7 separate regions of the Mus musculus genome follow, and all the other regions are linked to region 2. A link is a contact called in public HiChIP or PLAC-seq, Micro-C and promoter capture Hi-C data. All regions are on one chromosome and are shown on one strand. The core of a region is the stretch at or near the end of the contact, and the rest is flanking DNA. Distances in the headings are between cores, read along the strand shown.

What was found. Promoter capture Hi-C pulls out the DNA fragments that hold promoters and counts their contacts. A called contact is a pair of places that touch in the nucleus more often than the background predicts. HiChIP or PLAC-seq counts read pairs in DNA pulled down with a chosen protein or histone mark. Capture Hi-C pulls out chosen DNA fragments and counts their contacts.
Region 1: a contact with region 2 is called in a promoter capture Hi-C map of second pharyngeal arch cranial neural crest. The contact joins the enhancer-like site here to the promoter of Mycn in region 2. A contact is called at or near these places in 9 of 39 promoter capture datasets (the C10 cell line, the HPC-7 cell line, cranial neural crest and 6 more), 11 of 484 Hi-C or Micro-C datasets (the Ba/F3 cell line, LSK cells, Th1 cells and 8 more), 16 of 115 datasets of contacts at active chromatin or transcription factors (the 230-238 cell line, CD8 T cells, DN3 thymocytes and 12 more) and 3 of 9 other capture datasets (adipose tissue, liver and pancreatic islet).
Region 3: a FOXA1 HiChIP or PLAC-seq map of pancreatic cancer cells shows a contact between it and region 2. The contact joins the enhancer-like site here to the promoter of Mycn in region 2. A contact is called at or near these places in 8 of 39 promoter capture datasets (the C10 cell line, the HPC-7 cell line, HPC-7-derived erythroid cells and 5 more), 1 of 15 datasets of contacts at CTCF or cohesin (pro-B cells), 18 of 484 Hi-C or Micro-C datasets (the Ba/F3 cell line, the HPC-7 cell line, LSK cells and 15 more), 21 of 115 datasets of contacts at active chromatin or transcription factors (the 230-238 cell line, CD8 T cells, DN3 thymocytes and 18 more) and 2 of 9 other capture datasets (adipose tissue and embryonic stem cells).
Region 4: an H3K4me3 HiChIP or PLAC-seq map of embryonic forebrain shows a contact between it and region 2, with 5 times the contacts expected there. The contact joins the enhancer-like site here to the promoter of Mycn in region 2. A contact is called at or near these places in 6 of 39 promoter capture datasets (the HPC-7 cell line, cranial neural crest, hippocampal neurons and 3 more), 2 of 15 datasets of contacts at CTCF or cohesin (large pre-B cells and pro-B cells), 5 of 484 Hi-C or Micro-C datasets (the N1E-115 cell line, cardiomyocytes, cerebral cortex and 2 more), 14 of 115 datasets of contacts at active chromatin or transcription factors (the 230-238 cell line, craniofacial prominence, embryonic basal ganglia and 10 more) and 3 of 9 other capture datasets (adipose tissue, embryonic stem cells and pancreatic islet).
Region 5: a promoter capture Hi-C map of adipose tissue shows a contact between it and region 2. The contact joins the promoter of Nbas here to the promoter of Mycn in region 2. A contact is called at or near these places in 2 of 39 promoter capture datasets (liver and pre-B cells), 2 of 115 datasets of contacts at active chromatin or transcription factors (embryonic stem cells and pancreatic cancer cells) and 1 of 9 other capture datasets (adipose tissue).
Region 6: an H3K4me3 HiChIP or PLAC-seq map of the 230-238 cell line shows a contact between it and region 2, with 43 read pairs. The contact joins the enhancer-like site here to the promoter of Mycn in region 2. A contact is called at or near these places in 8 of 39 promoter capture datasets (the C10 cell line, the HPC-7 cell line, HPC-7-derived erythroid cells and 6 more), 2 of 15 datasets of contacts at CTCF or cohesin (large pre-B cells and pro-B cells), 10 of 484 Hi-C or Micro-C datasets (the 63-12 cell line, the HPC-7 cell line, LSK cells and 6 more) and 22 of 115 datasets of contacts at active chromatin or transcription factors (the 230-238 cell line, CD8 T cells, SST interneurons and 16 more).
Region 7: a Micro-C map of embryonic stem cells shows a contact between it and region 2, with 8 times the contacts expected there. The contact joins the enhancer-like site here to the promoter of Mycn in region 2. A contact is called at or near these places in 11 of 39 promoter capture datasets (the HPC-7 cell line, cranial neural crest, embryonic stem cells and 6 more), 2 of 15 datasets of contacts at CTCF or cohesin (pro-B cells and stem cell-derived epiblast-like cells), 20 of 484 Hi-C or Micro-C datasets (the 63-12 cell line, the Ba/F3 cell line, LSK cells and 9 more), 30 of 115 datasets of contacts at active chromatin or transcription factors (the 230-238 cell line, astrocytes, cardiomyocytes and 16 more) and 2 of 9 other capture datasets (adipose tissue and pancreatic islet).

What each region holds. Positions count from the first base shown.
Region 1 is chr12:12,484,039-12,487,708 of GRCm38.p6, reverse strand. All of the region lies in intron 1 of Gm34489 (a long non-coding RNA gene), which reads right to left. Among named protein-coding and RNA genes, the nearest start is that of Gm34489, 65 kb to the right of the region's middle. Within about 2 kb of position 2,203, at least 12 of the 459 cell types and tissues checked have an H3K27ac peak or open chromatin away from gene starts, as enhancers often do. A contact at or near this core is called in craniofacial prominence, embryonic limb bud and second pharyngeal arch cranial neural crest, where this site is marked.
Region 2 is chr12:12,939,527-12,943,197 of GRCm38.p6, reverse strand. It overlaps Mycn (v-myc avian myelocytomatosis viral related oncogene, neuroblastoma derived), which reads left to right and starts at 1,362. Exons shown (of 3, transcript NM_008709.3): 1 at 1,362-1,562; 2 at 2,712-3,588. The coding sequence starts at 2,805. RefSeq lists an enhancer at 563-591.
Region 3 is chr12:12,507,342-12,510,809 of GRCm38.p6, reverse strand. All of the region lies in intron 2 of Gm34489 (a long non-coding RNA gene), which reads right to left. Among named protein-coding and RNA genes, the nearest start is that of Gm34489, 88 kb to the right of the region's middle. Within about 2 kb of position 1,304, at least 39 of the 459 cell types and tissues checked have an H3K27ac peak or open chromatin away from gene starts, as enhancers often do. A contact at or near this core is called in embryonic limb bud, extraembryonic endoderm stem cells, kidney and 2 more, where this site is marked.
Region 4 is chr12:12,525,492-12,529,136 of GRCm38.p6, reverse strand. No RefSeq gene overlaps it. Among named protein-coding and RNA genes, the nearest start is that of Gm34489, 110 kb to the right of the region's middle. Within about 2 kb of position 1,611, at least 22 of the 459 cell types and tissues checked have an H3K27ac peak or open chromatin away from gene starts, as enhancers often do. A contact at or near this core is called in embryonic basal ganglia and embryonic forebrain, where this site is marked.
Region 5 is chr12:13,267,643-13,271,275 of GRCm38.p6, reverse strand. It overlaps Nbas (neuroblastoma amplified sequence), which reads right to left and starts at 2,149. Exons shown (of 52, transcript NM_027706.1): 1 at 2,012-2,149; 2 at 58-112. The coding sequence starts at 2,125.
Region 6 is chr12:12,559,996-12,563,327 of GRCm38.p6, reverse strand. No RefSeq gene overlaps it. Among named protein-coding and RNA genes, the nearest start is that of Gm34637, 110 kb to the left of the region's middle. Within about 2 kb of position 1,712, at least 23 of the 459 cell types and tissues checked have an H3K27ac peak or open chromatin away from gene starts, as enhancers often do. A contact at or near this core is called in the 230-238 cell line, the 63-12 cell line, CD8 T cells and 3 more, where this site is marked.
Region 7 is chr12:12,579,220-12,582,794 of GRCm38.p6, reverse strand. No RefSeq gene overlaps it. Among named protein-coding and RNA genes, the nearest start is that of Gm34637, 89 kb to the left of the region's middle. Within about 2 kb of position 1,389, at least 118 of the 459 cell types and tissues checked have an H3K27ac peak or open chromatin away from gene starts, as enhancers often do. A contact at or near this core is called in the 230-238 cell line, the 63-12 cell line, the HPC-7 cell line and 14 more, where this site is marked.

The sequences.
Region 1 (3,670 bases), core at 954-3,453, 460 kb after region 2:
AGGCTTTGGGACCCGGACTCATTTTCTGTGATCTCCATGTTTCTAGGGTCTTCAACGGTGAAGTTCCTCAGCCTATGCAGCCTCCCATGAAGCCCCGGCTTTTCATAGCTTTGCAGGATGAATTTAAATCTCTTTGGTTCTGCAAGATCCCAGGAGCATTGCCAGTTCTCCCACAGTCATCCCCTCCTCCCTGTCACCACAGTGTGATGATGCTCTTTAGTGGCCAGCCTTTTGAATGTACCTATTCTAGCTTGTCCAAAGCCTTTGAGCTCCTTGAGCACAGAGTCCATCTGTATCTTCAGTTGTGTTCTTTCCACAATGCTGAGTAGCTTTTAAGTGATATTTATCCTGAAAGATTGGAAAGGAAGGAGAGAGTGGGGAGGGAGGTAGAAGAAAAGAGGAAGGAAGGACAGGGAAAATAGAATGTACAGGAGAGAAGTAAGGAGTGTTGATATGGCTTAGGCAGCATCCTGATCTATTTCCCTTGTAGCTAATGATCACAGGTCCTGTTATCTCAATTTTACACAAGAGGGAACTAAGTCTTGGAAATTGGTGACAATTATACAGCCAGCAGGTGACAGACTGATAGGAAATGCTGCAGTACATAGTGGGAGCAGGTTTGGAATAGAGGATAAGACAGACTAGCTATGGATTTGGGCTCTTCCTCAGGACAGTAAGGACCAATTATTGCGAGTGTTCCTAATAACATCAAACTAAGCCAGAGAACTGAATACTACTGCTAAATTGGGGAGATTTTAGGCAATGGAGTAGGAGTCATGTTTATATAGCATTTTGACATATCAGTGCTGAGGTCACAAGTTCTCAACAGGGCAGGAGCTGAAGTCAACAGGGAGGTAGCAAGCCAGACACATGAGACAGAAGAGATCTTGTCAATGGGTCTTGAGAAAGCACTGGTAGACTGTGTGGAGGTAGCAAGGTTGCTTTCAAATACTGTCTCCCAGCCAAAGCATGTATCTGATAGAACCCCTTCTTTGACTCTGGTTATAGCCTCTACTTCTTATACTCTGATCTGCATCTCTACCCATTTTTCTCAGTCTTTAGGAAAACTTGTATATCTCCTCTCTATTCCAAATTTCAATGATAGAATTTAAACTGAATTTTTTAAAAAAATGAAAACTAATTACCATCTTATGGAAGCATGCAGGCTCCTCTTGCTTCTCTCCTACACGCATGTTTTCTTTCACTTTTACATTTTGCTGTGACAGAGCAAGGAAGTGCATGTTAGATGCTGATACCTTGGCATTGACCTTTCCTACATCCAGAACTCTAAGGAGTATTTTATGTCTTTGTAATTTAACCAGCCTTAAACTGATGATTTTTAACAACACACTCAGTTGTAGCCTAGATTTTCCTCTGGGCTCTAGGCCCACAGGTAGAAACCACCTGGTAGACATGTCTATCTTGACAAAGTGTATCTTGAACTTCAAAGGCATTGTACCTGTGACATATTCTCTGCTCACCTGTAAACAATTGGTTCTGAAGTGAGAGATGGAGTGATGAGAGGTATTGACCTTCAAAACCCCAATATCCCAGCTTCTCAGATGGAGAAAATGAGTCCTGAGACAGATACGTGCTGAACCCAGAAAGTACCAACCTCACCTAAAGTCATTCACATTAAGTAATAAAGTTGACATCTAAGTAACATACAAATTTTCTGCAATCCCAACCTATGATTTCTTTAGTGCAGGGGGTAGACTTCAGTTGGACTCATTCACTTAGCCACGCTGGCACTTCATGTGAGGCCACTTACTGGGAGCTTTGAAATTATTGAGGATGAAAGACACATTTAAGGGTCCGTGGTCATCATCATTACCACCCTCCTCTTGGTTTGGGATAATAACAGTTGCTGTTTTAACCACCAGCTCCAACTAAGCAGCCTTCAGATTTTCATGCTTCTGATGTGCAGAGATCAGCCTCCATGGCAACACCGACATGAGCTTTCTCCCACCAGTATTTGAAATTTATTTCCGGTACTCATACTTAAAACGGAAATGTAAAGGAATGCATTGTCTTAGGTAAACTGCCTTTATTTATGATAAACCAGAAGATTTGCAAGAGTATATTTTAAAAAGACTCAGAATGTATCCCTTTGTACTTCAAAGGCCATTTGGTCTTGGGCCCAACAGGCAAAGTGGTTATTATGGTCCCATGTGGGAAAAGGCGGGTGAGGCTGGAATGTACCCAGTAAACATGAAACCCCATCCACAGAACTCCACTTGCTCCCGCTGCTCTGCCGAGGCTAATTGGAGGAGGGCAACCTTTTTTGAAAAAGGAAAGAAACTTCTGGATTTGAAGCAGATGTCTGAACTTTGCAGAATCTACAATACAGGCTTTTAAAAAAATATTGCAATAATTAGGAGTCCGGTTTGAAGTCAATGTGTTGCTGTAAAAATTAAGGATGTTTACAACTGTGGGAAGGCTTTCTTTAAAAACCCAATTCTGATTCCAATTTGCTAGCAAATTGCATCCTGGCCCCATGGAGGGAGCGATCGGCAGACCTGTTTAATAGATTAGGATGCTTGCTGTCCGTCAAAGAGCAGGTATGTGCTCGCTGTTATGAAATCAAATAGGAATTCTCAGAACACGATCCAGACTTTATTTGTAGAGTTTTGTGACCTAACAAATAATTTGATATTTGGAACCAAACAAAATGTTTTCTCAATTGATCTCACACACACACACACACACACACACACACACACACACACACACACACACACACACACTTGGTTTTCCTTGTGTGGTTCCTGGCACAGAAGTCTAGTATTTACTAAACTGACCACAGTGTTTCAGATATTGGTTAGTCATGAAACATTGCATTATACTCAGTATCAGGTTATCCAAGGACAAGAAACTGGACAATACATAAATTTAACTTCTCTGAAGTCAAAGATCATTATTAAGTATCAGAAAAATATAGTTTCGTTTTCAGATAACAGAAAAAAAAGGTCTACGAGAGTATTGGTCAGGATAGACTATAAGATGGTCAATCTGTAGTGAGAGGAAATTAGAGTTAGAATGTTAGAGAAAACCTAGTTCCTATAACTTTGTGGTTTTATGGCCATGATATTTAAAAACTTTTACTTCTTAAATATGTTGTAAATACTAACATCTATTTTTTTTATTGTTGGCAGGGAGAATATGTAGCAATTCTTATGGTATATCCATATCTAGGCAAGGGAGAACAATGGGCCTTCACCCAGCACATATAAACTCAGTACACAGATTTATTTGAAATAGGTCAATGTTCCTGTCAGAACAGCGCATCTTGTACAAGTCTGGAGAAGGGTAGGAAAGTGTGCTAGGTCAACTAAAGGTTTCTCAGAAGCCCTTCTCTGTTTTTATGACAGAAGCCTTAGTTCTGCTTGGGCACAAGCTGATCCAGTTGGGGCTGTTTCTCTGCATCTCTGGCAGAATAAGGGTATACGACGGAGTTCTGTCAAAGATACAGGAGTGAAGGTTGATGTATACAATGTCTACATCTTAACACTTGCTCTTCATCTCTTCTTTATTGACTCCCATAGGAAAGAATACAAACACCATGCTAGGGAGTCAATTGATCATGAAGATGAAGTCACCACACCAGTGAAAGCAGACATAGATCAGATTCCTGCACAGCTCCACGGAACAGAGACTCCTGGTTGTGGGA
Region 2 (3,671 bases), core at 113-2,612:
CCCCACAAACAAGCTTAAGGGTTTAAGGATAAATCCCACCCTACTGAGAATGTGTGTTGAAAAAGGGCTTCACCCAGGGACCCAGGTTACTCCTGGAAAGTTTTGTGGGGCAAGAGCATTTATTTTTAGCCCCACATTTAGGAAACAAACCTTTTAGCATGCTTGCCTAGACAGAAGTGAGACGCTGTGGGATGGGGAGGGAGGGAAATGTGCCCACGGCTGTGAGGAAAGAATACACGCACCCTGCTCTAGTCTAAATAAGATGTCGCGCTCTCTCTGTTCACGCCAGCTCGTAAGTGAGGCAAATGGGACACAAAGAGGCCAAATTAATGATGGCTTTCCTTGATGTCACCATCCGTAGGAACTCGAGGTATACAGAGCAGTCAGTGATTTGGGCAAGGAAAGCAGCGGTCCGTAATTCAACCCTGGCTTCGGAAAGGCTTTTGTTGGGAACGGTGGGCGCGACTTCAGGGGACGTCCCTCCACGCGTTTCACAATCCCTTCCGCGGTAGCAAGGATTCGCTAATTGTCTCGCGGGGGTGGCCCCACTCGGGCTCCGAGGCTGGGCGGTGCGGCTCCGCTTTCTGCTTGGTCTCCGCGAGGTGTCGCCTTCGGCCGAAGAAAGCGGTAAGGCGCCACCCTCGTAGCCCGCACTTATTTATTTTCAAACAAGGGGGGCGCCCCTTCCTTTCAATTTGAAACTAGAAACCTCCTGCGGTCTGTTTCTACGTGGGCGCGTCCTCGGCCTCCCATTTTGCACTCCTGTGTCGCCTTCCTTCGAGATCACACACGAACAGCCCCTCGACCAGGCCTTGTTCCACTTTAGCCTGGAGCTCATCTTTCACACAAACATACACTCGCGCGCAGTCCACGCAGGGACTGGGCTAGAAACCTCTTTTCCCATTCCCAGAACACACCCAGCGACCTTTAAAAAAAAAAAAACACGGAGTGCAGCGGGTGCAAGCCAGGGGGTCCAAAAGGGAGGGGGAAGCACTCCTCGGGTTTCCCAGCTTTGCTGCTTGCAGTCTGAAAAACGAGAGGGGGGAGGGGGAGAGAGGGAGGGACGGAGGGGGAGAGGAGAGGAGGGGAGGAGGGGGAGAGGAGAAGAGGGGAGGAGGGAAGGGAGAGAGAGAGAGAGAGAGAGAGAGAGTCGGAAAAAAAGAGAAAAGCAAATGGCTTTTGGCGCGAAAGGCTTTGGCGCCTCCCCTGATTTTTATGGAAATCAAGAGGGCGGGGAAAAGCCTCTTGCCTCTGCCTTTCTCCCTCCCCCTCGTCTGCGCCACAGCCCCCTTCTCTCCCCGCCCCCCGGGTGTGTCAGATTTTTTCAGTTAATAATATCCCCCGAGCTTCAAAGCGCAGCCAGTGACAGTCATCTGTCTGGACGCGCTGGGTGGATGCGGGGGGCTCCTGGGAACTGGGTTGGAGCCGAACGAGCGCTAGCCAGGCGTAAGCGCGCACACACTGCAGCCGCCGGAGGACAACCCCCTCCCGCCGCCGCTCCCTCAGCCCACCCGGAGACCCCAGCCCCGAGTCGCCTCCGGATCCCCGGCAGTCTGCGGGAGGTAAGAAGCGGTACTTGCGAAGCTTCGAGCGCCCGGGGAACGGCGGAGCGCTGCGGCTAGGCAAGCCCCTGGACGCGGCTCCGCACCCTGCACCCAAATATGCCGGGCTTTTCTGGGGGAGGGGGTAAGGGGGCAACACACCGCGTCTGCTTCCGAAACAAAACCATCTGGGTTTTTTGTTTTTTTTTTTTTCCTGAAAAGCCTATTCAGCACCCGAAGGCACCCTGGCTGGAAGAGACCCGCCCTAATCCCTTTTACAGCCCTGGCCCAGGCAGAGAAATAGCTTTAGCGAAAAGAAATTCGCCCGGCTCCACAAGATTTGTCTGAGTGTGAGGTGACTGGGAACCGGTGCGTCCCCACCCCAAGCTGGGGTTCTCCAAAAGGTGCCGCGGGGAAAGAAGGAAAAGGGGTTAGGCGAAGCTAGGTGCCTGAGTGATAATGTAGGTCACGGCTGCTCCGGCTTAGGAGACGCGATTCTCGCCGGCGACCCTGCACCATTCCTAGGGATGGGGTTCAGCCTTTCCCCCCGCCTGTTGAAGAGGTTGAGGTCTCTGAAGGAAGGGGAATGGAAAGGGTATAGGTATAGGCAGCGATGAGTACCAAGGGTATCTGCCAAGATTGAGGCTCTAGGTCTAGGTGGAGAGGGTTGTATGTAATTGCCTGTTGTTGGTCTGACTGGAGAAAGGCCCTTAATAATTAATAAAGTTTCCTGAACCCCGTTAGCGTTTGCGCTCCCGTGATCGCATTTCTGCAAAAGGGGAATGAAAGGTACTTCAATCCCATGCCTGGTAGCTGGGCTAGAGAGCAAGGACTTCCTTTAAGCAACTAGTGCAAGTGGGGTAGTCGCGCTAGTAAGAGCTGAGATCTGCAGCTTGAACAGCCCCCCTCCCCCAGGCAGTGCCTTGTGTGAATGAAACGGCAGTTTCCAAAGTTGCAGAGAGCCACACCACCCCCTGCATCTGCAAGCCCCCTCCCACTCCCAGTCTTAGACAGCTTGTACACAAAAGGAGGGAGTAGGGGAGACGCTCAACTTTCTCCCACCTTCCAGAGCTGTGGGGAGCTTGCAGAAGAGATTGGGGGCTCCCACTGCCTGTCCCCACCAACCCACCCCTTTGGCTCATTCTCTCTTGGTTTGCCTATTGGTTGTAGAGTTGGAGGTTGGCGCGACTCTGCTGCTCTCCACGGGAAGGAAGCACTCCCCCATATTAAAAAGAGCGGAGATATTAAAAGAGAGGCGAACCCATGCCCAGCTGCACCGCGTCCACCATGCCGGGGATGATCTGCAAGAACCCAGACCTCGAGTTTGACTCACTGCAGCCCTGCTTCTACCCGGACGAAGATGACTTCTACTTCGGCGGTCCCGACTCGACCCCACCGGGGGAGGACATCTGGAAGAAGTTTGAGCTGCTGCCCACGCCCCCGTTGTCGCCCAGCCGCGCCTTCCCAGAGCACAGCCCGGAGCCTTCGAATTGGGCTACGGAGATGCTGCTGCCGGAGGCCGACCTGTGGGGCAACCCGGCCGAGGAGGATGCGTTCGGTCTCGGGGGCCTGGGTGGCCTCACTCCTAATCCGGTCATCCTTCAGGACTGCATGTGGAGCGGCTTCTCTGCCCGCGAGAAGCTAGAGCGCGCAGTGAACGAAAAACTACAGCACGGCCACGGGCCCCCGGGCGTCAGCTCAGCCTGCTCGGCTCCCGGAGTGGGTGCCAGCAGCCCCGGGGGCCGTGCCCTTGGTGGGTCGTCGAGTGCTAGCCACACCGGGGCCACCCTGCCTACCGACCTCTCCCACCCGGCTGCCGAATGTGTGGACCCCGCCGTGGTCTTCCCCTTCCCGGTGAACAAGCGAGAGTCGGCGTCGGTGCCCGCTGCCCCCACTAGCGCCCCGGCGACCAGCGCTGCGGTCACTAGTGTGTCTGTTCCAGCTACTGCCCCGGTGGCTGCTCCTGCTCGTGCAGGCGGCCGTCCTGCCAGCAGTGGGGAGGCCAAGGCCCTCAGCACCTCCGGAGAGGATACCTTGAGCGACTCAGGTAAAGCCTAGAGTAGAGTTCTTGCTAGCTCCTTACGGACTGGGAAGGTGGGGGTGCTGCGTTCCCTTTGTTATCATAGATTT
Region 3 (3,468 bases), core at 55-2,554, 430 kb after region 2:
CATCCATACAACAGACAGCAGGTGCATCTTTCAAGGTCACACAGCTTGTAAGTGACCAAGCTTTTTTGTCTCTCTACTCTAAGATCTTTAGTAGTTCCTTAGCAGTTAGTTGAGGTGCATTAGTTATCTATCTACTACCCCCATATCAGATAACCCCAAACTGTGGTTCAAACCATAAATGTTGACTAAATCACCTTTTCAACAGGTCAGGAACTCACCGAGTAGATAGGCTGAGCAGTCATGTGTTGTGATTGAACTGAGTTAGCAGTCAATAGGGACATGCCATCTCTGGCTTGGCTGTGGCACTGTGTCTTCAAGTTCTATCAGGTGGTTTTTGGCAGAGGGGCTCTGGTATGTGTGGGCTTTGGGCAGGTAGCTTTGTTTCTTCCTCAAGTGGATTCTCCACAAGGCTCTTGAGTTTCCTCAAAACATGGCAGGTATCTTCCGCCAAAGTAAGGTGTGGGTAGATAGCATCTGCAGTACCTATGATGACATGTGTCATACATTGTCACCTGCTTTGGCCAGTTGGCAGTGGGTCAGTGCATTCTTCTCCCTTGAAGGCAGAGGTTACTGCTGCTTCGTGATGGGGAGTTTCCATGCACATTTGCATCTATCTCAGCAACAGAAATGGAGCCTATATCCTGGCATCAGGGCTGAGATGATCACATACCTCACTGTCTTCAGGCATCAAAGAAATGGTATGGCACTTCATGTCAATGGTAACTCAGTTAGCCCATCACAAGGTATGGTGGTGAGAGATCTGACCAAGACCTATCTCAACTAATTTCATTCATGACACTTCAAGGCTAGACACCCATTTACAGAGGACACCTCGAGTAGAGGGTGGGACACACTAGTGCTCACTACCTTGCCTAGTAACTTGTGAAATTCTCATCACCCAGATATCCAGTTCCATTTTACTACTTGTGAGAAGCTCGAGTGCCCGCTGTTCTGCCTCCAAAAGAATGTTTTCCCCACACTAGGAAATGCAAGAGGTTTTTACTAGTATGTTCATAGAGTTTAAAAAAATATGGGGAGAGTCCAGGGCTCCTGGATCAGACTGGCAAACACAAAGTGGCACCTCCCACCCCCCTCCACCCCCCCCCCCCACCACACCTCTTTACAACCCCAGTGAGGGCTTTTGGTCCAATAGTTTCATCCTAGGGGGCGTTGGGAGAGCTGGCAAATACTCTAAACAGATAAAAGATAATTGAACAAGGAGCGAGTGGTAAAGGGTGACAAAGTGCTATTTCCATTATAAGCTTATCTCAGTAAACTTTCTCAGAGCCCCGAGTTCCCGAGCAGGGTGTGGATTTGGCAATAGTAAAGAAACAGGCCAGGCCAGGAATGTCTGGGGAGCTAATGAAAGCCCCTGAAGTGGTTGACGTTCCTATCTCTGCTTTGGATCCCTGCCACCTTGACACAAATGTCAGACGGTGTTTAATTGGCAAACAGGGCTTCAAAGGGTTGCTGGGCCCTGCTCCCAAGGCCCCAGGGCCTGTTAATGTTTAATTGTCCTGTGCAAGGGCCCACTATTGCTCACAAGACTTGGGCATTTATTGCACTTTGCAAAAGCAGTATTATGAGGCTCCTTGTTCTGCGAGTGAGCCTTTTACAGACATGTCTTGGGTGTCCCTGGCTCACCTAACCCTTAAGAAGCAAAGTTACCAAGTTATCCACCAGGCCAGAGAGAAATACCTTCAAGTTGAAAATAGTGGAAACACTCCCTGTTCGCTAAGTTGGCCTGAAAATCCAGACGTATCCAGAGAACACTAGAAACATCAATGGGATGAGCTGAGGGTTTGGAGCAGAAGTGAAGGAGACTGAGGTTGAGGGGATTAAGCTGGATGGTAACTGGTTCTAGTGTAGATGGTGCTTGCTCTGTATGTGTGCAGCCCCACTGCAAAGGCGAAGGATGGTGCTTGCTCTGTATGTGTGCAGCCCCACTGCAAAGGCGAAGAGTTGATTTTCCTTCATTCCCTCCTCTGTCCCAAATAGCTATCTGTTTTAACATTATTCTTATAATCTAAAAAGTCAGAGAGACTGTCTTGGTGAGACTCTATTGCTTCTGTCTAATTGCACAGGGAGGAAGAAGAAATAACAAAAGACAAACACCCCTTCCCCCTACACGATGTGGAAACTCTGAATAAAAGACAGGCTTCCAACTTTTGACGACTGAAAACCGCACTTTGAATTGAATATGAATGATTTCTTTGAGTTGTCAATTGAATTCAATTCAACTGAATACATCTTCTTGGAGGGGGCACTAAGCCTTCATAGCAAACAATCCCTTTGGCTTCGCATGAGTGCTGCTTAGAGAACGAGTCTCTGTTAAATTGTGGAAATGCATTGGGTCGTTGTTTCAGTCATCCTTCTGCTGATTGTGAATCTCTCTCTAAAGAATGTAAAGAGAAATATCTAATTACACCACTTATATCAGAATGGTGAGGCGTATATTTATCCTGTTTGTTAATTACATATGTCACAGCTAAAGACCACACATCAGCTAATGTCAACAGCAGCTCGAAGGGCCTGGTAAGCATCAAAAGGGAGGTGAATACCAAATTAAAAAACAAAATCCAGCAGACTGACTAAGAAAGTATGTATATTCTTAATATATTTACATTAAATCAGACTTTCTTTCTTCTCTTGCCTGGCTTTACCCTCACAGGTTCTCAGATTGTTTTTGTCCCATTGGCATCTGTTTTCTTACGTGCAGAATCACCACTTATTAGCAGGTGTCAGGGCCACTAACCCTGCAGGTTGGAGGGCGATGCAGCCGGAACTTGAACATTAAGTCTCTTTACCATAATTCTTTTGCTCCAATGGATTCCGGTCCTTCCATTCCTACTCTGAGTTCCTCAGTCCTCCTGCATGCCAAGAGGTCAGCAGATGACCCCTTCTACCATGAAGTCTAGTCACATCCAAAGACCCCAGCCATAGACCCTTAGATTCTTGGGAAAGTAGACTTAGAAATACCCTGTTGTGTACAAAGCAAGCACCTTGTGAATCTATACACACAGTTAATTAGTTCAGAGCCTAAAATATTATGTGATTCTTTTCTTAATAGAAATCAAAAGCCTTTATGCACACTTTCTTGGCAATTTTCAGTGAAGGGCATATTATCTTCTGGATAGATCTATGGGAACATGCATTACACACCTACCTCTTATTCTCATTAATGATGATAACAGCATGCACACAGGAGCACGGCACTTGGCTTTTACACAAGAGGCCTCCCTCCCTCCTTTTCATTCTGTTGTTAACAACCTCTGCTTCGCGTTTTTTTCCAGGTGAAACAAAACACTAAACACTGTTCCTGATTTAAACACTATCTCGGGTATACGTTTTTCAAAAGATGTGAGATTGGCACATTACAAAGGCTTTCAAATTTACTTTAGGATAGCAAATGATTATGACTGCCACCCACCATCCTCTCTCAGTGTTTCTCAAGAGGGCCTAGGTTGG
Region 4 (3,645 bases), core at 362-2,861, 410 kb after region 2:
ACCTGATGGTGGCATTATTTAGCTCATAAGAATGTTTAAAATGCTTACAGTATTTAAAAAAATCTATCTACTTAACACAGTTAAGGGAGCTTCATGGGGCTTTAGTGGGGAACACTATCTCATTTATTTTACCATAAAATGCTTCTAAATTCCTCATCATTAGACAAGCAGAGTGCCTCAAACCCTGTGGAATGGCTTTAAATCTCCTTCAGCACACAGTTTTTATCTTGATTCCATAGGTCAGGGAGGGGAAGGCTTATAGGAGGTCATAAAGCTGTCCCTGAAGCATCATACATACAGCACGCTCAAGAAGGGATTTGAACCTACATCTTGTCAGCCTCATTCTCTGGGCAGGCATGAGGGGGGTTGTGAGGGGGAGGCAAGGGAAAGTAGTTTAGATTTTTATGCTAAGCTCGTTCAATTCCTTTCTCACTTTTGCTCACATTGAAATTATTAAAGTGACAGGGGAGGGGTAGGAATGCAGATAGTATTGCTTTCAGAAAATGAGGCTCCATTGGGCGACCCTTTCTTACTGTCTCAGCTGAGAAAGAGCCCCTAGCCAGAGGGAATCAAATACTTTTCAAATGTCTCATTAAAATATAAAGGTGATTCTTGCATTGGTGCTATGATAAAGACTACAAAGCAGGGCTATGAAAACTCCCTGGTTTACCCTGCTGAATAGGCCTCGGCTCCAGCAGCCGAATGAATTAGCAGCCACCCCATTATCTGTAACCCTTAGAGAGCACAACTCAGGCTTTGATCTGCCAGTGTCAGGGAAACTGATAAAAACTCGTTCTGTTTCTAAGCTTTCCAGGCCTGAAATTCTCCTTTCCCTTCAGTGCGCTATAAATGACCCTCTGAAGTGGCTGGGCATTCTTTCACAGTCTTGTTTCCAATCTATTCATAACCACGGTTATCAATTATTATGCCAGCTGGAATTCCTGAGGGCCAGGAGGCTGTTGGGAGCTCTAATTGTGGTTCAAGGATAAAAGCAAAAACCACACAAATTTTAGCCAATCATAATTAACTTATTCTCCAAGTGCAAGAAAAAAAAAAAAAAGAACTACCCCCTCCCCAAAACAAAACAACACAAAACCAAGGCCTATGAATCCCCTTTTGCTAATCACTCTTGAAAGCAGCCAGAAAGGGGGGAGGGAGCTTTTATTACCATGGTGGCACTGGATTGGCTCCCTTAGGAAGGACCAACGCCAACTGGCAACCAGAGAACTTCTCAAATCATTGGGGCCCCCTTCTTTTTAATCTTAAAAAAAAAACCCTCATTTTTCAAAGTAGCATGATGTTTTCCAAGCTCCTGACAGGGCTTTGAATAAACAGGCATCGATTTCTCATTGAACCCTAACAAATGATTGAGTGGCCCCAAATATTTCATTAAATAAGAAGACTCATGGTAGCTATCATATTAATAATGTGGGCACGTGTGAACTGAAAGGGGGCCTTGAGTCATCCTATCACCAGGTACCAGGTTAAGCAACAGATGCCCTGATAGACCTCAGCACAGGACTTCATTCTGGGCAGGTGCTGATCAGGTTAGCCTGGGTCCACACCCTGCTCCTGGGCTTAGACTGGCCAGCCGCCAAATGTCTCGAAGGCATCTGGCTGGTGGCAGAGGCATGTGAATGGAGGGCCCATGATGTCATGGAAAAAGCATGGCTTGGAGGGTGACAGGTCTCCATTTTTAAGTCTCTGTGAGACTCAGTGTCCTCCCTTTTCCAATGCAGGCACAATTTGTAGGATTGCTGTGGGGCCTGAGAGAACAGCCCTCAAGAACATGCCTGACAGAGGATGGTTGATAAACTAATGTTTTCTCTGCTTCTTGATGGTGTTGGAATATATGGTCTCAATAATTGCTATTTCTCCTAAGGGTCTCTAAAGACTATAGTTTTAGGAAGTACCAACACAAAATCTTTTTGTGACCCTTAGAAGGATCGCAGATCCAAGGCTTAGCACTTTCTTATAGCAAAGATGCTGGGAAGGACACCCCTAAGAGACATAATCAAAATGCTCATCAGGGAAAAAGGAAGCGGGAAGGATTCAAATGAGGTGATTAAATAGTATAATTATTTCCACGCAGAGTAATTGATGATCGAAAAAGCTTATTTGTATTTTGGCCACTGCTATCTAGCACTATAAAAGATACTCACTCAAGAGGATGCAACCACCGTGGGGTTAAATTGTCTATGAGGTCAAGAACCCAGTTACATTTGTGACATTTGTTAGTATGATGGAGAGCTTAGGGGTTCAAAACTTTGATTTATGCATGCTATGCCCATACTCTCATGTTAGCTTTTGCTCCCCCAAGAGGCAAAACTGTATTTTCCATAAAGACTCACTTATATATGTGGAAGTGGGTGTTTTCCATAAATGTTCCTCGCTGCACGTAAGTTGGAGGGTGGCTCCAGTGAGGTGATTAGTTGACAGCCACCCACAAAGTGAAGCCCTGAAATTAGAATGGCTGGACACAATAAGGGTTGTTTCTTACTGAGGTGGCAGCAGGGGTGATCCTGACTCCATTGTGTGGGCACAGTGTGGGACTACTGCATCTAGGACGTTTAGAGCTTGGGAGGAAAGGGATGGGGGAAATGCTTGAGCTTTCTGGGCTTTACCAGTTTAGAGATTGAAAATCTCCAGCCTGCTCTGCCCTTACCTATCACACCGCTGCTTTCTAATCACCACGTAGGCGAGGCAAGGTTGGAAAACACATGAACCACCGCTGCATAGAAACTGTCCCTGCTCTCAGAGAACCATGGAGACTGGTTGTTGGATGGTTGTGAAGACAGCGTGGTGAGCTATTGGGTTAGGTTCCCACATGAAGGAGCCCAGGGGTATCGATGGCCTTTGCCTAGGGACAAGTGACACAGATGACTATTTGCCCAAGACAGGGAACTGAGGAGAGAACAAAGTAAGGAATTTATCAAAGTGGTGATCAAACGAATTTATGTGGCTGGCTTAGGAGCATGGATGACTGTTGTATCCAGGTGAAGTCCACTTCTCTGTGCAGTGTGCACACACTTCAATGGGTCAGGAAGTCTCTTCTCGCCAGAACATTGTGCTTCTGTAACTACATGGGGGGAGCTGGTGTATTTTGTTTTAGCTCCATAGGACTTGGATGCTTGTTTACTACGAAGACCCTTATGGCTTCTGAAAGCAAATATTTCAGTTCAGAGGATGTTACCACACATCATGGCCTCCTCATGAAGTTTAAAGTCTCCAAGGAGTCGGGAGATTGTGGTCAGTGACACCCATTTGGGGGTGGTTCCTAAAAAGTAATACATGGGTTTTTGCCACTAGCTGCTTTTAACATTGAGTGAAGATCTTGTGCCTAATACAGATGCCGGTGATGTATCATTGGCCATAATATAGACTCTGGGCTGAAAGAACTCTTATCAAAGACAAGAATGACAGTTGACCAATCTGAGGCTCACAGGTAGATTGACTAACTTGGGACTCAGAATGGATCTAGCTGTTGTTGGAACTAAGAAAACATGCCCATGTACCCAAACTCCTGGAAGGAAAGTATAACAAAAATCAAACTATAAAAAGTTGAGAATTTCATATGTGTAATCCCACCCCTATTACCTGATACTACTATTCCCTTCCAATTTCATGTGTTTTCTCTCTCTTTCA
Region 5 (3,633 bases), core at 900-3,399, 330 kb before region 2:
AAAGGAGAAAAACCTGTCTATGAACTATATAATACATAAAATGCAAGGCCTCTTTACCTCTGATTGCTTTTGTGATGATGAATGATGCACCGTGCTTTCGGTTGCCTCTGAGCTAAAATAAAATAAATAAATAGATAAAAACTTACAGTTGAGAATTTTATAATACTTGAAACATTTAAATTTATGCTTCTCTACTTATATCCAGAGCACTGAATACCAGCATCAGTATTTTAAAACTTCTTACAGGTTGCAATATGAACTGTGTGTAGTAGCAATAAGAGTGAGAATTATGTTCATAGATCCCTGTCAGGAAGAACCCCAAGGTGAGGTTAGAAACAGTTTCCACATCAAAACACCAATGAAAAGAGAAGGAACCACAGGGGCAGAGCTGAGCTGTGTGGTAGAGAACTTGCCTATGACGTTCAGGGGCCTGGGTTTGAACAAAGACAATACTAATTGCCCAGTCAATGCAGTCTATAGGGCAGGCACAGAGACCTAAAACAGATTTCACTAAGAGGAAAAGTGATTACCTATTGTGTATCCATGGAGACAATGTTATTAACAAAACACAGATATGTAACTACTACAGTAATTAATTTGAGTCCACAAACGTAAACTGAATGGCACTGTCTGTAGAATAAAGAATAACAAATACAGTGAGTAGAGTGCTTTCAAGTTCTACCAAGAATAAAATGAATAAGTAATCAGTAAGAACAGATACGTTACTCCCTAGGACGCTCGCTTAACAAACATGAAGGAATCATCAGGGAACAATTTGGCACAGTGGAGGGATATAAAGTTGATCCCAGGCAGAGCTTATAGGGCAACAGCTGTAGGAAACAGATGTAGAAATCAATAAAGAAGGCAGATAAGAAAAGGCAGAGGACAACGAGATTTCAATATAAGTTGACTCCGTGTTGTTTTTTTAATCAACGTATAGTGCTAAGCATTGAGACAGTATTACAGACATTTCTGAAATGCTAGATATCTTTATCCAACTTAAAGGCGGCAGCAGCCTCTCAATTTCATCATCTACAAAATGTCCACGTCACTCACTAGAAACCGAAACGAATAACAATATATGCAGCTTTTTGCCATTACAAGACCTAATTGAAGACAAGCAGAATAAATACTCAGAAGACAAGGTAAAGGAGCTCACTGGGCCAGATTTAAGAGTCTTCCTAGCCATGCTGCTTCCCCAGGGCCTAACACACGGGCATGCCAGGCACTTGATACCATGTATGTCAAGTAAATGGGCCTTGGGCTCCTGCTTTCACCCTATGACCCGAAGGCTTTCCCTAGGAAACTAGTAACTCCAGGGTCCATAAGTTGGCAAACACCACAACTTTGTCTCCAGCAGAATTGGAGAACCGCTGCTTCTTTCTCTCCACTCCCTTGGCATTCTACTCAGCCAGCACTTCGGGCTTGGTAATGAGAAACGTTCACTGGATTGGCTATCTCTCCTCCACACTGCAAGTTCCATGAAAACACTGTCTCTGAATGCCCAGCAGCCTGCACCATATCTGGGGTCCGAGTGTGTGTGTGTGTGTGTGTGTGTGTGTGTGTGTGTATCACACACACACACTGAGAGAGACAGAGACAGAGAGAGACAGAGACAGAGAGAGACAGAGACAGACAGACACACACACACACTAGTAAATGCGTATTACTGAGACTTTTAAAGGACGATAGAGTCCTGCGAAATTCTCCCGCCACAGGTAACAAGATTACAAGGCAAGTCCGGATATGACAAGGACCTAGGGAAGAAGAGTGACACTGACCTGCCGAGAGGGTGACAGCCTGAGTGGGGATACACAGCCGAATTCGGAGCCAAGGCTGACTACAGACACCCTTCAGCGAGCCCTGGACCCGGCAGCCCCGCCGTTGCCAGGAGACAACACAGCTGCTATCCCCGCTCCACTTGCACTGCGTGGCACCGCGACGTGGCTTTACACGCCCCGCGCCCGCGCCCGCGCCATGCCTACAGCCTTAAAAAGAGAGCCCGGCTCACCTGCACTTCTGTCTCAGGTGGCCATTCGGTATTGACCAGCAAGTCATAGAGAATCGTCTCCTCCTCGTCCGCAGAGCCGGGACTCAAAGCCGGCGCTGACTCGGGGGCCGCCATGTTGGCCGGGAACAGAGTGGTGGAGGGAGGGGCACTACGGCGACTCGCGCGGGTCATACTTTCCTGGACGCGGCCGCTGGTGATTGGCAGAGTGAAATGAATTAAGTGCGGAAAGGGAATGCTAAAAATGACAGAAAGGGAATGCTAAACTTGACAGATCTGTGGGTCTAAGAATGGCCTTGTCTTGTATGAGATATGTCTTGGACCCTGGTCCACTTTTTGTTCATTTGTGCCTGAAATGAGTCAAGTCACTGAACTTTTCTTACCCAGTCAGCGTCTACGAAGCTGCAAGAACCTCCCAGAGTGCTGGTGTTCATGTACAGATTCTTCTGCAAACACAGAACGTGTTCGGAGAGTGGACTTTAAATGTACCAAGGGGTTATTCAGTTCACAGGAAGGGTGCTTTAGGCACCTAGAAAAAAACAGTGAGGCTGATGAAGACACCCTGTAACAAGGAGAGCTTGTCAGCTGTGTAAGAGAGGATGTCCTAAAAATCACCATACAACATGGACTAGCCTCAGACCCAGTCCTCCTGCCTCAGACCCAGTCCTCCTGCCTGAGCCTCCCCAGTGCTCAGAGTACAGAGATGTGCCATCAGGCCCAGCCCTGGGCCTTCAACTATAGGTAGAAATTGGGTTCACTGGAAGTCAGGAGAGAATATATCAGTTAGGAGGTGCACAAGACATAGGAAGATTACGTTGCTATAACAGACAGGGTGAATAGAGAGGCCAAGCTGAGAAAGGGTGTGGAGGACGATAAAGATAGGGCAGCTTGAGGATTCCCTAGAGGGGAAACTTACCTCATTTGCTTGCTCGTTTATTCATTCATTCATTCATTCATTCATTCATTCAGCATATGCCTGTCTTTGCAAGGCCCTTTAGTGTAAGCAGAGCCAATTACGACCAAGACGACCACATTGTTGTTGAGTTGAAAAGAAGTGAAAATTCACAAGATACCTTTCAGAAATTATCCTGTAGAATAACCAACTTAGTGCATTAGGCAATGGTATAATAAAATGCACAACTGGAGCGTGTCTAATTGTTCCCATGTCTCTCCAAGTTCATCTGCACCTTGTACTCTCACAGCTAAACTTTTGCCACACACACACACACACACACACCATTCAACTTTGCTGTTTCTAAGACAACAGACACACATAAACATCAGGAGATCTGACACGGATGTTCTTTGTACACAGAGGTTGTACCTGATGTGGCTCTGCTATTGCTCTCTCATCTCCTTCCGGTTGTAGTTTAAATGCCACCTTCCCTCCGAACTCTTGTTCCTGTCTAAGTTCACACTCACTTTCTTCCCACTCCAGCTTCCCAGCCCTCCCCGTGCCTGCTCAGGTTGTCTGTTTGTTTGTCTGCTTGTGTGTTTAACACAACATTTGTTATCATTGGATATGCTATGTGATGTATAATTTATTTTACTTGTGTACAGTCTGTCCTCATCCTCCAAAAATGTAAACTCTAGCCCAGAAGAATGCAACGTCGTCAGGTATAATA
Region 6 (3,332 bases), core at 463-2,962, 380 kb after region 2:
GTGTGTATAGACAAACCCTTGGAGCTCATTAGCCAGCCAGGCCAGTGAGTTCAGGTTTAGTGAGAGATCTGTTTCAAAATAAAAAAAAGATGTAGAGTTACAGAGGGGGATGCTTAGTGATGATCACTGGCCACCACTTCCATGTGCATACATGTGTACATGAAGCAACATACACATTTTCACACACACACACACACACACACACACACACACACACCCCATTGGTGACAGGTACCATTTTAACAAGTAAGTTCGTCATGGAACTATGAGTTTTTGGTCAAGTCTTGTTGATGACTAGGTCAGTAAAGCAGACAGACATGTTGCTGAAGGGACCAATGGTGGCTAAAATGGCTGGGACTCTTCTCAGAGTCAAAAGGGGACACTACTTGTGTCTCTTAGCGTTAATGGTAAATTTGATCCAATGTGGCATCCTCTGGGAGGAAAATCTCAAGGAAAGACTGTCTAAATCAGGTGTCCTGTGGGCCTGTGTCTGTCAAGGACTATCTTGATAATGTTAGTGGAAGTGGAAAGATCTGTAAGTAACATCATTCTTTGGGAAGCCATGAATGTAATGTGGTTGACAGTCTTGATCTCCTGCCTTTATAACACTATGACTTCCATAATGGTGGACTGTTACCTGGAGTTCTGAGCTGAAATAAATCCTTTCTTGCCAAAGTTGCTTTTTTTTTTTTTTTTTTGTCAAACTATTTTATCACAGCAGTAGATAAAAAAAAACCCTAAGAAATTATTAATGATTACGCTTTGACTGCTGTGCTGCTGTGGGTAAAGGGATGTGTGATCACTTTTTTTAATAGTTGGCCCAGAGGAAGGAAGCACAGGACCTGTAGGGTGTAAGTCCTGGTGTGTGGTTGATGCCCACATCCTGCCCATTAAAAGGGAGGTCATTACTCCAAAGATTAAGACTTTGTTCTGTGAAGGCAGAAACTGTGCCAGCTTTACTTAACCACTACACAATTAATAATCTAACATAGTTTAATAAACCATGCAGTTATAATGGTATGAAACTAAACCTATTTTTTACAGGATGGGAAAACATGCCAGCCTCCAGTTTCATAAATCTAATAACTTGGAAACTCAGATGTTCATTTTATCATGATCTTATCGTGATTCTAACAACATACTAACTTATACTTTTAAGGAAACAAGCTTTGTCTAGCTTTTGTTGGAAAAACACTGCCTTTGTGAAATTCATGTTCCATACCCTATCAGTTCTCTGAGTTATTAGATGTACAAATGACCCTGGTGTTATAATAATATCCTGGTCTCCTGGTTTGTCTTTTGTTCAATGTCTTTTTTTTTTTTTTTACCATAATGCCTTTAATTTACATGGAGCTTTTTTTTTCAATATAGGATGCGACATAAAAAATCTGTTCTTTTTATTTCTATATTTTGTATAGCTAATTAAAGGCCTAGCAGTGTTTATTAAATGACTCTCCTTTAGCCACTGAGTTCCAATACAAGGATCACAATTCACTTCCCACTCCTGCTTCATCCTTCTCATCTATTTGTTAATCTCTGATCCAAATTTAAAACAAAACATGTCCAAGTCACTCAAGTTGTATCGTTTACAAAAGATTTAGTTCTTTCTATTTTATGTGTATGAGTGTTCTGCTTCTATATTATGTATCCACATCCTGTGCATGCCTGCTGCCCACGGAGGCCACAAGAGGGCTTTGGATTCCCTAGGACTGGAGTTATAGAGACTTAGGAGCCACCATGTGGGTGATGGAAACTGGACCCAGGAGCCAGTCCTCTTAACTGCTGAGCCATCTCTCCAGCCCCACTTTAGCTAGAATTGATAATGAACTGAGAGTGATCTCCCATGTCCTAGTAAACTTTGTCTTTTGTATTACACTTTGAAAAGCTTCCCACATTTTTATTTTTGAATCATTAATGTCCTGTGAATTTTTTGTTCTGATTTGTTTAAAATTGTTAGAACTCTCATATTTGATATCATTTTGGCTCTTCTATGCTATTGTTTCTCTCTCTCTCTCTCTTTCTCTCTCTCTCTCTCTCTCTCTCTCTCTCTCTCTCTCTCTCTCTCTCACACACACACACACACACACACACACACACACACACCCCTCTATACTCTGATAGGTCCATTCTACCCTGAACCACAGGGTGCAGTATGGTCCTCTATTTTTATTTACAGTTTCTCTTTCCAATGTTGAGAAACTTAGTTCTTCCATTTGATACCCACTTGCTTACTATAGCTATATGGTTGTCAGTATAAATATCATTATTTGTCACATTTAAGGTAGTTCTTTTTTTTTTTGTAATCGTTATGTAACTGGATTTATTTGAAAAAAATAATGGGTTGGGTATCTTATTAATGTATAGAGTACTTTCTGGCCCTTTTAAATTTCCTGTGACTACTGATCTGTTTGTTTTATTTTGTGTTTTCTATTGACTCTCCTTTCTCTTCACCCTTGTCATTTTCTGGCAAAGCTTTGTTTTTGTTGAAAAAAAAATCATCTCATTGCATATGACAAGAGCTCTTCAACTTTTCTTCATTTTTAAATTCCTAAAGCAAAGCTGCATCCCATATGCAAATAGTGTGATTTTCAGGGTAGTGAACACATAGCACAGTTCTTGATCATTTTCTTGTCCTGTAAGCTCGGGGCTCATCTTGTGCCCCAGGAGCTTCAGGAACTCTGACTTTTCCCAGACATAACAAAGTCCCCTTAAATCTCGTCATGTTTATCCTTCAGAGTGGGCAGATGCATTCCAAAGGAACAGACTTTTAAGAGCTGACATCTGGGAGGCATTTGTTCTTAGAAGGAGTATATCTGGATTTCAAACGTCAGATCTTGGTGACAGGGAAACCTTGGTGAGAATGGAAGCTAGTGTCCATGGAGAACAGACAACTTCACCTGGACCTTGTTCCTGAGGTGAGCATTCAGATTTATTCTGCAGAACTTTATCTCTGCCATTCAGACCCATAATCTCCTTTTTTTCTCCCTCTTCTCTTTCTTCTGTTCACCCGTCCTCCTCATCTCTTTTTTTTTCCTCCCCTTTTTCCTTCCCACTTCTCTTTGCTCCTTTTCAGTCTTCTCTTCTTTCTGATCTTCTCTTCTACTTTTTGAGGTCAAATCTCAGCTCTTTCTATCATTATCTGAGCAAATTTAGGAGTCAGCTAATGTAAATAACATGAGTTTTCTTTATTGTGAGATATGGTCACTGGTAAATTTACATCTGCCTATATCACACCAGGGTCAGAGGGGTCAGGGTGGCAATTTTCCATTTGCCTACAACCAACAACTTTGAACTCAAAGGACTAAGACTGAAATGTAAAACCTACTTAAGAG
Region 7 (3,575 bases), core at 140-2,639, 360 kb after region 2:
ACCAGAGGCTCGAGGTCCCTCTATGAAGAAAGGTCGGTGGGGACTCTTAAATGGAAGTAAAACATGGGTCATAACAAGCAATAGACAGAGCTTTCCACTAAGTACCGACTATGTGGCAAGTTCTCTGTCAAGCCCTGTGTGAGCACTGGCATCCTCCATCAGTGGAACCCCCCACCCCACGCTGAAGAAGAAACACAGTTGCACAGCCACCTGCTTCCCAGAGCCGACTATAGGAGCAGAGAATATGGTGGGCTGGTTTGCACCACGATCTGTCTGGCTTCTCTGAGAAGCCAGGTTTTTTTTTTTGTAAAGTTGAATAGAATGGGACAGTTTGGTAGCTGTGTCACACAGGAATGCACCTGCTATCTCACAAGGCCACCTTTTCCTACGGTGGCTGCTCACCATAGAGAGGTTGCTTTTTCAGCTCTTTTGATGGTTCCAGCCTCCTGCAGTCATGAACTTAGATGACATCAAAAGAAGCTTGTTTTGGCTTCTGATTCTGAGGCTCATGAAGTCGCATTCTTTCTCTGGTGACTGAACCGGCTAACTGGACAAGGGTCCCTTCTCTCCTCGAAGTCTCAACACCTCCCTAGCAAACCGGGGGAAGCACCAGCAAGGCCCAGCCTATGCTTGCTTGTATCACCTGGGCTCCAGGGCTTTGATTGACAGGCAGTCCTGGCTTAACGCATACTCACTAAGGTGGGACCCCTGGCGGCTCCATCTCCAAAAGGGTCCCCCAAAGACAGGCCCCACATGGGGAGCTTTTGGCGGGCCTGATTGCATGACAAACACCACGCATATTGAAACACTCTGGCAGTTTCCCGGTGCTCCCAGTCAAAGGCCTGACCCCTTTTGACCTCAAACATCTTATTAAAGCCCCCAGAGTTCCAGCCTCCGCGAGGGAGAGAACCAGCAATCCCTGGACCCATTCTCTTCCCTAATTCATTCAAGTAAGCCGGGCAGAGTGGGGCCTGGGCCTTTGATGTTAAAGGCCCCTAATTGGAAGGAAGTGAAGTGTTAGCCTGTCAGCCTTTTAGTCTCTCATCAAATACTTTAAGAGGTATCCACACAGTGCGTTCTCACACTGGTGCGGAGCAAGCGCGGAGTGGACTGCTTTCTGTTAAAATGTTTAAATTTTGCATCTGTCTAACATAAAGTTCACCACACATGTCACTGTTCCTGGTGGGTTCTCTCCCTACCTTCCTCCTTTCCCTTCCCTGGGGTGCTGGAGGGGGCGGGGGGGGGCGGCTTGTCTCGAAGCCCACAGCTCACCCACAGGAGAGGAAGGTGGCGGCAGGAGCTAATTACCCACCCCAGACACAGGCCTGCAAGCTCCTGGTTGGGGCCTCTCTCGTGGAGCCCCTTTGATCTCCCTGTTTGGGATTGTGTCACTCCCCAGGAATGTGGCTCTCCCCCCACCCCAGCATCCCCCAGTGTAACCCTTTAGTCTCGCCTCTTCATTTCACAGCGAGCACCCCTGAAAGGGAAAGTGACTTGCTCAGGTTTTTGTTGTTGTTTGTTTGTTTGTTTGTTTGTTTTCAGGGAGCTGGTGGCGGAGTCAGGTCCATAAGTTAATACTTCTGACCCCAGAAAAGGGACAGTCTCTGCGTCCATCCCTTTGCTTCTCTTCAGTCAAAGGGGGTGGTGGTGTGAGCAGCTGCAATTTGAGAGAATTTACATATAATCCCTAGAGTCCTGAACAATAGACTGGATTAAGTCACCCCAGGGGGCAGAGGGCCCAGCCCGAGGGTGCAAAATAGACGCACTGCTTCTTGTCCTCATAGAGTGACTCCCCACTGGGAGAGAAGGCAGGCTTGCACTCTTGGTTTGACACCGCAGAGAAGGCAATAGAGACAGAAGTCTCACACAGAACCTGTGATCAACAGGTCACTCCGGTATGTATGTTGGGGGCGTGGCAGGAAGTATAGTCCCCCTCCACCCACAACAAGGGCTAGAAAGGGGAAGTGCCCCCATCCTTCCGGGCAAACCCCAGGGCGTGATGAGACGGTGGGTGGGAGAGGAAAGCAGAAATCTCCTTTCTAAGCGTCTGACACCTTGAGGCATTAGAATAGCAGAACTTTCCTGGGCTCTCCAGCATCAAGTTCCCCAGTGTTTCTGCCAGGGATGGAATGCAAACCCAGGGGCAAGCGCCCCCCTACCCCCTCCCCCCCCCCCCCCCGCCAATCCAGAACACTGGGCTCACGAGTCCTTTGGACTCACGTGAGAGATAGTGTCTAACTTTCTCAGGGTTGATGCAGAGACTAGAGACCAGTCTACCTCATAAGGCTCCTTGAGGTCTCTACAGGGGCCATTGTGTGGAGTAGCACCAATTAGCTATTAAACAGCCAGAGAAAAGCCCCTTCTTGATTTGATTTTCTGCAGTTGGACTCTGCGAAGCCAAAATCTGAAGCAACTCAACTTTGTTTAGCTCATTTCTGGCCCTAAGGTTCCTTCCTTTGATTTACAAATGCAAATGAATTGATGATTATTTTGAGCAAACTCTTTCACTTACTCCTTTACTCAAACCATACTCATTGATCCCTGCTTGAGGCTAGAATGGGAGACCTCACACCCAGTGGTTTTATATCACTACCTTCTGTAAAATGGTGATTGGCAGGAGCTAGTACCAGCTGTGTTCTGGCTTTGCTTGACTTATTTATTTATTTATTTATTTATTTATTTATTTTCAAGACAGGAGCTCACATAGTTCAGGCTGGCCTTGAACTTGCAGAAACCTCTCAAGTTCTGGGTTTATAGGCATGCAGTGTCGTGCCTAGCCAAACCATAATATCTGTTATTTTTCGTATGAGGATTAAAAAATGGTCAAAGGGGGCTGCGGTGCCCATCCTGGGCCTTTGCTCATTTGATTATGGTGGTAGATCATTCCTACCTGACACATTCTGACCTTGTGTAGTTCTTTACATTTTAGACACTGTTTCTTCCTTGCGTTCATGACTGGACTTCTCCATGGGGATAGAGGGTGTGCCTGACCAATAATTTTCCAGGCACAAGCACGGTGGTGAACTAGAATTGATGGAAAGGGAAGATCAGCCTTCACCAGCAAAGCTCCCAACTTGGCTATGTGGTAGAGGACACAGAGTTTGAGAACTGAGTTGAATTTGGCAACATTTGTCTCTGAGATCTGACAGCCTAAGGGAAGAGTTCAAGCAGGCAATGGTGGCCTGGGCAGCAGTAAGCAAGCGCCAGGCCTGCCCAGTAAACCCTTTTATCTGCTGGACAGTCACCTCTGGCCATCCCATGGTGTCTGCAGGCAGAATCCCACACAGTAAAGCTCCTGTGTGAGGAGTAGCTGTAACATTCCGGTTGGAGGAAACGCTGGCCAGGGAGCCAGAGAAGCTGCTGCCCGTACCCTCCACATGTGCTTGTGCTTCTCCGTCCCCTAAGTCCTCTGAGCATTTCTAAAATGAGGCAATTAGAATAGATTAGCCTGAAGATCTGTTCCAGAGTGAACGCTTCATGATATTACTCGGGCACCAGCACACATGGAATAGTTTAATTATCATTATTAAATATGATAGCCCCCAGGTTGCCAAGTATGTGAATAACAACAGAAA